Linked DNA regions of Mus musculus: regions 1 and 2 are each linked to region 3. A link is a contact called in public HiChIP or PLAC-seq data. All regions are on one chromosome and are shown on one strand. The core of a region is the stretch at or near the end of the contact, and the rest is flanking DNA. Distances in the headings are between cores, read along the strand shown.

What was found. HiChIP or PLAC-seq counts read pairs in DNA pulled down with a chosen protein or histone mark.
Region 1: a BATF HiChIP or PLAC-seq map of CD8 T cells shows a contact between it and region 3, with 5 read pairs. The contact joins two enhancer-like sites. A contact is called at or near these places in 2 of 39 promoter capture datasets (the HPC-7 cell line and liver), 1 of 115 datasets of contacts at active chromatin or transcription factors (CD8 T cells) and 1 of 9 other capture datasets (liver).
Region 2: a contact with region 3 is called in a CTCF HiChIP or PLAC-seq map of the NIH/3T3 cell line, with 10 read pairs. The contact joins two enhancer-like sites. A contact is called at or near these places in 1 of 39 promoter capture datasets (macrophages) and 1 of 15 datasets of contacts at CTCF or cohesin (the NIH/3T3 cell line).

The regions. Positions count from the first base shown.
Region 1 is chr1:40,049,019-40,052,050 of GRCm38.p6, forward strand. No RefSeq gene overlaps it. Among named protein-coding and RNA genes, the nearest start is that of Il1r2, 34 kb to the right of the region's middle. Within about 2 kb of position 1,438, at least 53 of the 459 cell types and tissues checked have an H3K27ac peak or open chromatin away from gene starts, as enhancers often do. A contact at or near this core is called in CD8 T cells, where this site is marked.
Region 2 is chr1:40,186,334-40,189,601 of GRCm38.p6, forward strand. No RefSeq gene overlaps it. Among named protein-coding and RNA genes, the nearest start is that of Gm35741, 39 kb to the left of the region's middle. Within about 2 kb of position 1,723, at least 24 of the 459 cell types and tissues checked have an H3K27ac peak or open chromatin away from gene starts, as enhancers often do. A contact at or near this core is called in the NIH/3T3 cell line, where this site is marked.
Region 3 is chr1:40,443,349-40,446,276 of GRCm38.p6, forward strand. Il1rl1 (interleukin 1 receptor-like 1) reads left to right here. Exons shown (of 11, transcript NM_001025602.3): 6 at 986-1,054; 7 at 2,739-2,880. Among named protein-coding and RNA genes, the nearest start is that of Il1rl1, 5.2 kb to the left of the region's middle. Within about 2 kb of position 1,568, at least 82 of the 459 cell types and tissues checked have an H3K27ac peak or open chromatin away from gene starts, as enhancers often do. A contact at or near this core is called in CD8 T cells and the NIH/3T3 cell line, where this site is marked.

The DNA.
Region 1 (3,032 bases), core at 188-2,687, 390 kb before region 3:
AAAACTTTATTTATTTATTTATTTATTTATTTATTTTGTTTTAGACAACATTTGACATCTTTAGACAGAATTATTGAAACAAAAAAGAATTACAAATAGAAATTTATTACAAATTTAAAAGCAAAGTATAAAAGAAATGTAAATAATTCACCTTTCAAGAGATTCTAACTTACAGGAAGAAAGGGAGAGGTGAGCAGTAAGGGGCCCAGGGGCGTAGAAATCTGAGCAGGGTAGAGCCTAACTCACCAGGCCTCTGCATGGAATGATGCTCTGCCAACATCCCCAGCAGGCAAGGTACCAGACAGAGGATAATCAACCCCGAGTCTGAGGCTCTTCATCACAGAAATGATAGGAAACTAACACGATCCCTCCGGCTTCAGCAGTACCTCATACCAGTTTTGTGTTCTCTGCCCAGTTAAGTCCTTGTGAGCCTTTGCGGGTCACCTATCAGATATCATTACAGATTGTAACAGTAGCAAAGTTACAGTTATGAAGTAGCAATGGAAATACTTTTATGATTGGGGTCACCACAGGGTGAGGAACCGCCTTAAAGGGTCTCTGCTTTTTCCTCCTGTCCCTTGGTCATGTTTCCACACATAGCACACATGCCAAAATGTTTTCTGGAAATATCTTCCTTGACCTTTGGAGACAATGACAAGAAGCCCTGACTGATGGGGGCTTGAGAACCACTGCTCTAGACATTGTGATTGGGTGGCCAGGCCACGGGAAGAGGGGTGTCAGCTGAGCTCCAAGGCAAGAAGATAGGTCCGGTGCTACAGCAGGATGGAAGAAAGACTCACCAGTTCCTGCATATAGATGCTCAGTGAGCAGGACAAGGCCTCAGAGTCCAGAGAATAGGATGTAGCGTGTAAAATATACCTCCTATTCTTGGTCCAGAAAAACAAGTCTTAATGATCTCTTCTACCAGAGCCTCAGCACAGTTATGGTGCAGCACCTCCTCAGGACTCGCTGCTTCTGGGAAATCCTCCACCAGCCACTCGGCGTGGGGTTCCCTGAGTAGCCTCAGCTTCCCATGCTGGGAAGTGATGCCCAAGAAATCAGGAACAGCAAGACAGCTCTGTGCAAGACTTTTATGGTGCTAATGAAAAGAGGGTTTGAAAGAGACTTAGAGGAAGGACAAGGTTACAGACCTGTCAGGACAGAGAAGCCAGGCTCCCTGAGGGAAGTCTGGCCATAGATGCCCTTCCATTTCCCTTCTCACAATAAAGTGGCCTCTGAGTTCCTGCCATGGAGGAAACAGAGATGACATTCAGGGATGAAGCACTTCAGAGCTCTGGAAACTCTGTCCTCAGATGTCTGAAGGAAAAGTCAGTCACAAGGGACCAGGGGTGAACAGTAAGTCTGCAGGCAACCATAGAGATGCCACCCTGTTTCTGCGGCTAACCTCTGTGAGGTCACCATGGTTTATGGCCAAGCTGACTTCAGGATAGTGACACCTTCAGTGGGCTGTCTCCTCCCACATCCAGAGAGAGAGTCCTACAGTCTTAGAGTCAGTCTCAGGATATTTATTACCAATTCTAACTGTGTCAAGTTGGCATAAAAATTAGCCAGCACACATACTTAAGGTTCCATAGACAGGAAGTGGTGGAACTGATACCCCAAATCAGTCTACCTGCTTTTTAACTATACTATTCATGCTACCGCTCTTGAATTGGTCTGTGATTTACCTATCCGATGTGTTAGTGCCACTAACCACTCATCAAACAAAAGAAGAGAGGGCTGGAAAGATGGTCCAGTGGTTAGGGATGCTTGTTGCTCTTGATGCGGACCCAACTTGGGTTCTCAGCACCCGTGTAGACAGCTCATAACTGCTTGTGACTCCATATCCAGGAGACCTGACATCCTCTTCTGGAGTCCTCACATACGCGCTGCACACACACATACTCATAAATAATATATTTTTAGAAAAAGAAAAATCGAACGCTGCCTTCATCTATATAAAACACTCTGCGCAAATCAAATGTAAAAATATTCAAATAAAAATCAGACAAAGTAAATGTAAGGAGCCATGTTTTATGCTTGTGACAAGGGAGACTTTTTAATCCAAGTCAATAAATCTGGAAGATATTATGTGTTATGATTATACATATGTCTTGGAATATCAAATTATACTAGAAACGAAGCTATCAATTTCCCATTGCTGCAATAAAATACCCGAAGACAATCAACTTAAAAAGTAGAAAAGTTTACTTGTCTTCATGGTTTTGGAGGACCCAGCCCATGAATGGTCGTCCGTTTGCCCATTGCTTTGCGGTTTGTGGTGAGGCTACGTGTCATCATGAGTGTATGACAGAGGCAGCTGCTCACCTCATGGCCAGGAATGGAAGAAAGGGGAAGCAGAAAGAGCCTCAGCATCCTGACCCTGACCACAGGAAGAAGCTCCATCTGCAAACAGCTCCTCTGACCCCACAGGCCAAGGCCCTTAGGTCTCAGTCCTACCCCAGAGGCCTTTGTCTGACACATGAACAAGCCATAGCAGAAACCAAGGGGTAATGATCACATGGAAGGGGATGTTTTTAATGCATATGGAAATACTGCTAAAACTCAAAAAATTTAAAGAAAAAAACCAAAACATCTAGAAAAGTTAGTCAATTTAATAAATAAGTAACCCATATTCACAAAACCAACTTAAAAGTCTGCAAAGATATAGACAACTATAAAAAAAAACCATTCACAGTTACGGAGCTGCAAATTAGAATATTCAACTTATAAAAATTAAGATGAAGATACCCTTTTATTGAGAGGAATTTTGGGAAAGTCCTCCTATACTATTGGAATTATGGATAGTATATGTTGCCCTTTTTTGGAAATCAATATGGCAATGACTGTTGAAAAACATACCAAAGCATGAAATCAACAAATATCCATCTGTGAATGAACGGTAGCGAATATATTTGTGACGGTATGGTTAGACCTGGAAGATGTTCTGTTAAATAAAATAAGCCAGGTGCAAACAACGTCACATAAACTGGTAGGAGCAAAGTAGAGGGGCCAGGGATATGGCTCCGTGG
Region 2 (3,268 bases), core at 473-2,972, 260 kb before region 3:
TGATGGTGAAATGTCTAGTACCACCTGTGTGAAATCGCTACAGCCGAAACAACGCCTTTTGGAGCCAGAGTTGTATTTGAGAAGCAAGCAGCTAGGGTTGCAGTGCAGCTTCTCTGAAGGGTCTGTCATATGCAAGGCAGCTGGCTTCCAAGATGGCGGCCTGGCTTCCAAGATGGTGGCCTGTCTGACTCTCTGGCTTATACATTCTGCTCAGGATAGCCAAGGCACCAGGAAAGGTCTGTCAGCTATCAATTAAGAAGTTAAATGCTCTAGCACCCCCAAACTTGTTTTGTTTAAATAAAAACAAACATTAAAAGGGATGCTTACAATAGAGGCCTGCATTTAATATTAACATTGTTTTATTCTTAGTCTAAAACCCTTGGAAAAGAATTGGGAAACTTTATCATGGAAAAATTGAAAAGAAAAGATTTATTTTGCTCACAGCCTTGAGGATTTTTCTTTTTCTTTTTTTCTTTTCTTTTTTCTTTTTTTGGCTTTAGTGGGGATTTACCTAGGCTGCATCATGTGATGACAGATGGGACCATGGTGAAAATCCTCTGTGAAAACAACCAATGGTGAATCAGGATGCTGGAGAGCGGGGGGGGGGGGCAGGATCACCCTTCTATAACATTCCTCATGAGATCTAACCAGTGCCCCTCAAAAATTCCTGCAGCTTCTTTTAAAGGCAATGCTTCTTCTTCTTCTTCTTCTTCTTCTTCTTCTTCTTCTTCTTCTTCTTCTTCTTCTTCTTCTTCTTCTTCTTCTTCTTCTTCTTCATTAGATATTTTCTTCATTTTCATTTCAAATGCTATCCCCTTTCCTAGTTTCCTCTCTGAAAGTCCCCTAAACCCTCCCCCATGCCCTGCTCTCCAACCCACCCACTTCTGCTTCCTGGCGCTGGCTTTCCCCTGTACTGGGGCATATAATCTTCGAAAGACTAAGGGCCTTTCCTCCCATTGATGGGCGACTAGGCCATCCTCTGCTACATATGTAACTAGAGACACAATCTCTGGGGGGTGGGGTACTGGTTAGTTCATATTGTTGTTCCTCCTATAGGGTTGAAGACCCCTTTATCTCCTTGGGTACTTTCTCTAGCTCCTTAACTGGGGGCCCTGTGTTCCATCCAATAGATGACTGTGAGCATCCACTCCTGTATTTGCCAGGCACTGGCATAGCCTCAGAAGAGATAGCTATATCAGGATCCTGTCAGCAAAATCTTGCTGGCATCTGCAATAGTGTCTGGGTTTGGTGGTTGTTTATGGGATGGATCCCCAGATGAGGCCTGACTCTGGATGGTCCTTCCTTTCGTCTCAGCTCCGAACTTTGTCTTTGTAACTCCTTCCATGGGTGTTTGTTCCCCATTCTAAGGAGGAATGAAGTATCCACACGTTGGTCTTCCTTCTGAACGCAGATGACACTTCTAAATAATGAACTTCTGGTAGACACAATAAATATCTAAACCATAGTGCAGAAATGTTGGCTTTACTTTTTCCATCCAATCAGATCTACTAAAGAGAACACCCAGTGACCAGCCCTACTAACCCCCAAGAACTTGTGTGCCACGATTTCTCTTCCTTTAACACTTCAAGTGGGCATACCAGCAGCACGACAGAGGACATTGAGCACTGGCAGTTTTCAGACAGTTGTTTGACCAGCTGAGAGATGGTAGCATAGGTGGTAACAATGGCTGGCTGGGATTTGAGTTTCCCAATATTTTCTAATAACCAACCAGAGTTATGAAATTTGAGCTCAGTGTTTGAAGAATAACTTCCTCCCAGGAACTGACTTCCAGGCTGGGTTTTGGGCTCCAGCCAGATTTCTGAGTGAACTGAATTGTGCCAGAAACACCAGGATTCCTTGTCATGAGGTTTAGAAGAGGACCTTGTAGGAGGGCAGGAATGTGACACAGCACCACCAGGGGCTCCTCTGAAAGGGACATTCTGTATATAGTGTGACACACCGGTGGTGGGTTTCCTGAGGACATTGAGCCCTGTCTTAGAGTCTGACAAGCTTTGCTGCTGCCTCAGGAAAGTAAGTTTTATGCACTGACTCACTTCCACACTTTAGAAGATGTGTTCTTTGAGTACTTAGAAATAGGAGGCTGGATACTCTGATGATTTACATGGTGAGTGAATAGAATAGTCTTTCTCCCCTTTGGTTGTCTTCTCTTTTATGATTGGTTGGTTGATTTTCCCAAAGGGCAGGCCTGATTCAGATGAAGTCCTCTCAATCCCCCTTGTCTAAGGTCCTCTTAGGGTTGGGGTTGGGGTTGGGGTTGAGGTTAGGGTTAGGATTAGGGAAGAGCTGCAAGTTCTGAACAGTGAAGCTCCGAGTGGTCTTGTCATAGCTGATATTGGTCATACTCTTTGATGCGTTGTGAAAGGCCAGAGAAGTTCCACTGATCTGAACATGGCCAATGAAACATAAAGGTCTTTCCCTTAAGAGTCAGAGATGGTTGGTAGTTATTTGAAAAAGATAGCAACGGCTAGGGGTTTCACATAAAAGTGCAAGTATTTCTGTGCACTTGGGTGAAATACTAGATTTTGTTTCTGTTCTTCTTCTTAGCTCTGTGGCCATGGCTGAGGCCTTACTGAGACTCTGAGGGCTAGTTCTTTGTCATCAAAACAGAGGTAACACATCTGTAACAGGAGGCATGAATGAGGAGGCTGTGTGAAGAGCAGATATGGAGAGCTCACTGAAACAAAGCCCACTTTGGGAGAGCCTGGAGCCTTGATGGGGTTGGGCATAACTTGTTGGCTTCCAGGAGCTCTAGAGAAGGAGACACCCATTACAGACACAAAAGTATAGTAAATAACGACTACAAAATGCAGTTTGCAGTGAGTACAATCTGACACTATGAGTCAACAGTAAAGATTTGATAACCTAGATCCTAGTTAAGGAAATGTTCTCAAAGCAGGTGTGGGTATGGTGTCATATAAACGCTAACCAGTCTTATGTACCACAGGAATAAAACCAACCTTCTAAGAGAAGTGTAGCATATGGAGAAATTTGGGGTCAACATGAAAAACTCAATGGATTTCCTGTGAGTGCTTCTGTGCTTACAGTATACTGCTGAGGGGTACTGGAGTGGCCTCCAGTTTGAGTACAATTGTAGCTACCCAGGGAACTGAGGCAGGAGGATGAACATTTGAGGTCTCCTGCGAAATGAGGCAAGTTATTTTCTAAAAATTAAAATAAAGAGATAGGGGTCTAGTTTTCTTGGCAGAATGATGGCGGAGCATATAACGAGGCCTTGTGTTTTCGTCTC
Region 3 (2,928 bases), core at 318-2,817:
AGTTGAGTTCCTGGATATAAAAGCCACAAATTAAGAGGCTAGAGTGTAACAGGGCACAGTACTTTTATACACACTGCTGGATGGTTTTCAGTCCTGGTCTATAATGCTTTTGACATCATCAGTGTTTTCAAAGCAGGTCATTTGTTTAGAAAAGAACTTTTTCCAAATATGAATTCAACGTTAAAGAAGACATTAGAGGGGAAGATTCCCTAATCATAGTTGATGGTATTTATAGAATTGAGGTTTTTTCTGGGTGCAGTTCCTCTATCGAAGACATGGGGTCTCACTATCAAGTGGCATGGAACAAGAATAGGACTAAGCAATACTGGAGACAATGTTTTGTTTAGAGCCTTTCTGCACTCCATTGCTTGAGAGTAAGCATCACCAAACCACAGTTGTGTCTGTCCCTCTCATTGTTTAATGTCAAGTCCTGCAATGTTTCTTAATCTCAATACCCAGAAAGAAAATGAGCATATAAGGGTGAAGGGTTCATCCATGCTCCCAGAGACCTCCCTGCTCCCCACTCCCACCCCATCTCAGTGGTAACAGGAGGGAAAACTACTGCGGAGGAAGAAGAAACCTCTCCATGTACACATGGGCACAGTGGTGGAGAGCTGTGAACAGTGGACCTGTGGGCTCCTGAACACGTCTTTGTCATGGATATATTGACAGCATCTTCTTTGAATGTCTATGCTTCTTCTATAGAATCATAGTTATCAAATAATTTATAAGTTACAGAGTCATTGGATCAGGCAGTATTTGTCTTGATGATATAGAAGATATCAAAAAATAACATAGGAATAGTAATCAGAAGAAGTGTGGCATAAATTACTTGTTCCATTTGGGTATCTGCACTGCCAAAGGTTATTTTCCAAGAGTTGACACACTGCTGTGAAATTAAATAGAACTTCAAAAGACTTGCTTTATATTGATGACTAATCAATACTTCAATAATTATATTCTATTTCTGTTTTTAATTTTTAAGAAAAAGGCTTTTCTATGTTTCCAGTAATTACAAATCCTCCATACAACCACACAATGGAAGTGGAAATAGGTAAGAAAATTTAAACTACTCTCTGTTGACCTGGGAAAACGTTTCCTTAGGATTTCAGGTCTGGTTTCCTATGGAAGGGTCACGAATTAGTAGAGGGGAACTTGGGGATCATGTGAGGTGACAATATGAAAACACCTGCCCCCGTCACAGCAAAAATCAGCACTGCATTTGTGTTGAGCCTTGGAGTTCATGGTTATGTCATAGAAGTATTTCTTGTTATCATCAGTTCTGCCTAGGGAGCAGTTGTCCTCACTTCACTGTTGAGGAGGAATATAGGCTCAGAGATGCTCAAAGGAGCACCAAAGGTCATGGATAGCAAAAGAGCGAGAGTAGAGTTTTATGAATCTGCTTCTGCTCTTGTTGGTTTTCATTAGATGCTGGGTCCAATGGAAAGAACTTGGTGTCTGAAACACCATGATGAATCATACCTCCCTCACCACACTCTGTAACCAATCACTCTCCTACACTCTTGGCCTCAGCATACCACTGTCTGATGAGCTGTGTGCTTGCATTCTTCCCTATTCTGCCCACATGGCCGTTCCTCATCTCTGTGGAGCGAGATCATACGTAACCTCCCATGTGCAGTCCTTCCTGCCTCCCTCTTCCTTGCCAACAAGCAGTTTCTAGCTGCATCATCAGCTCAAGTCTTGGCTACTAGATTTTATTTTACAGTGTGGTAGCCTCTAATCCTTTCTCCACAGCTTTGCCTTTCCAGAGACTGTCAGGTCCTCCCTCATGCCTGTGATGTGACTCATTTTTAGGCAAGCTCAAGTATAAGTCTGAGGTTCTGAAAGGGAAGATTGAATGTATAACTGTAGCCAAAATCAGCTCTGATGTTTTCTTTCTTTTTTATTGGTAATTTAATTTTTTTACATTTCAAATGCTATCCCCCTTCCTGGTTTCCCCTTCACAAATCCCCATCCCATCCCCCCTCCCCCTGCTTCTAAGAGGGTGCTCACCCACCTACACACTCCTGCCTCACCACCCTAGCAGTCCCCTTCACTGGGACATCAAACCTTCACAGGATTAAGTACCTCTCCTCCCATTGATGCCCGACAAGGCCATCCTCTGCTACATATGCAGCTAGAGCCATGGATCCCTCCATGTGTATTCTTTGGTTAGTGGTTTAGTCCCTGGGAGCTCTGGGGAGGGGCCTAGTTGGTTGATCTTGTTGTTCTTTCTATGGGGTTGCAAACCCCTTTAGTACCTTTAATCCTTCCTCTAACTCATTTGGTCCCCAAGCTCAGTCAGACAGTTGGCTGCCAGCATCCGCATCTGTATTGGCCAGGAGATCACTCTGTGAATGTTGACATTCAGGTTACTTGATAGTTGGCTTGGGTAAAGCTGTTTTAGCTCCAGAGGTAGCCTGTGAAGAGATAAGAGGAATTCTGTAGGAAGAGAAAGCTGTGGAAGAGACCAGTGAAAAAGAAACTCACTTTTTAACTAGCAGCAACTCCTATGTGATTATGTGAGGCCAGAGCAAGCTTTGTGTTCCCTGAGTTAAGAGGGTGCTAGGGCTATAAGGAACATGGAGACATTGGGGAGGAGGTGTGAGAACAAAGAGGCACAGGACGAGGATAAGGAAGGGATGTGAGCAGAACTACAGGTCTATTACACTGTGTGAAACTGGATGCCACTAGCAGAATTCAACTTTTGTGATGAATCTCTTCACTTTTTTATCTAGGAAAACCAGCAAGTATTGCCTGTTCAGCTTGCTTTGGCAAAGGCTCTCACTTCTTGGCTGATGTCCTGTGGCAGATTAACAAAACAGTAGTTGGAAATTTTGGTGAAGCAAGAATTCAAGAAGAGGAAGGTCGAAATGAAAGGCATGTCATCTATCATATCTATCTATCTATCTATCTATCTATCTATCT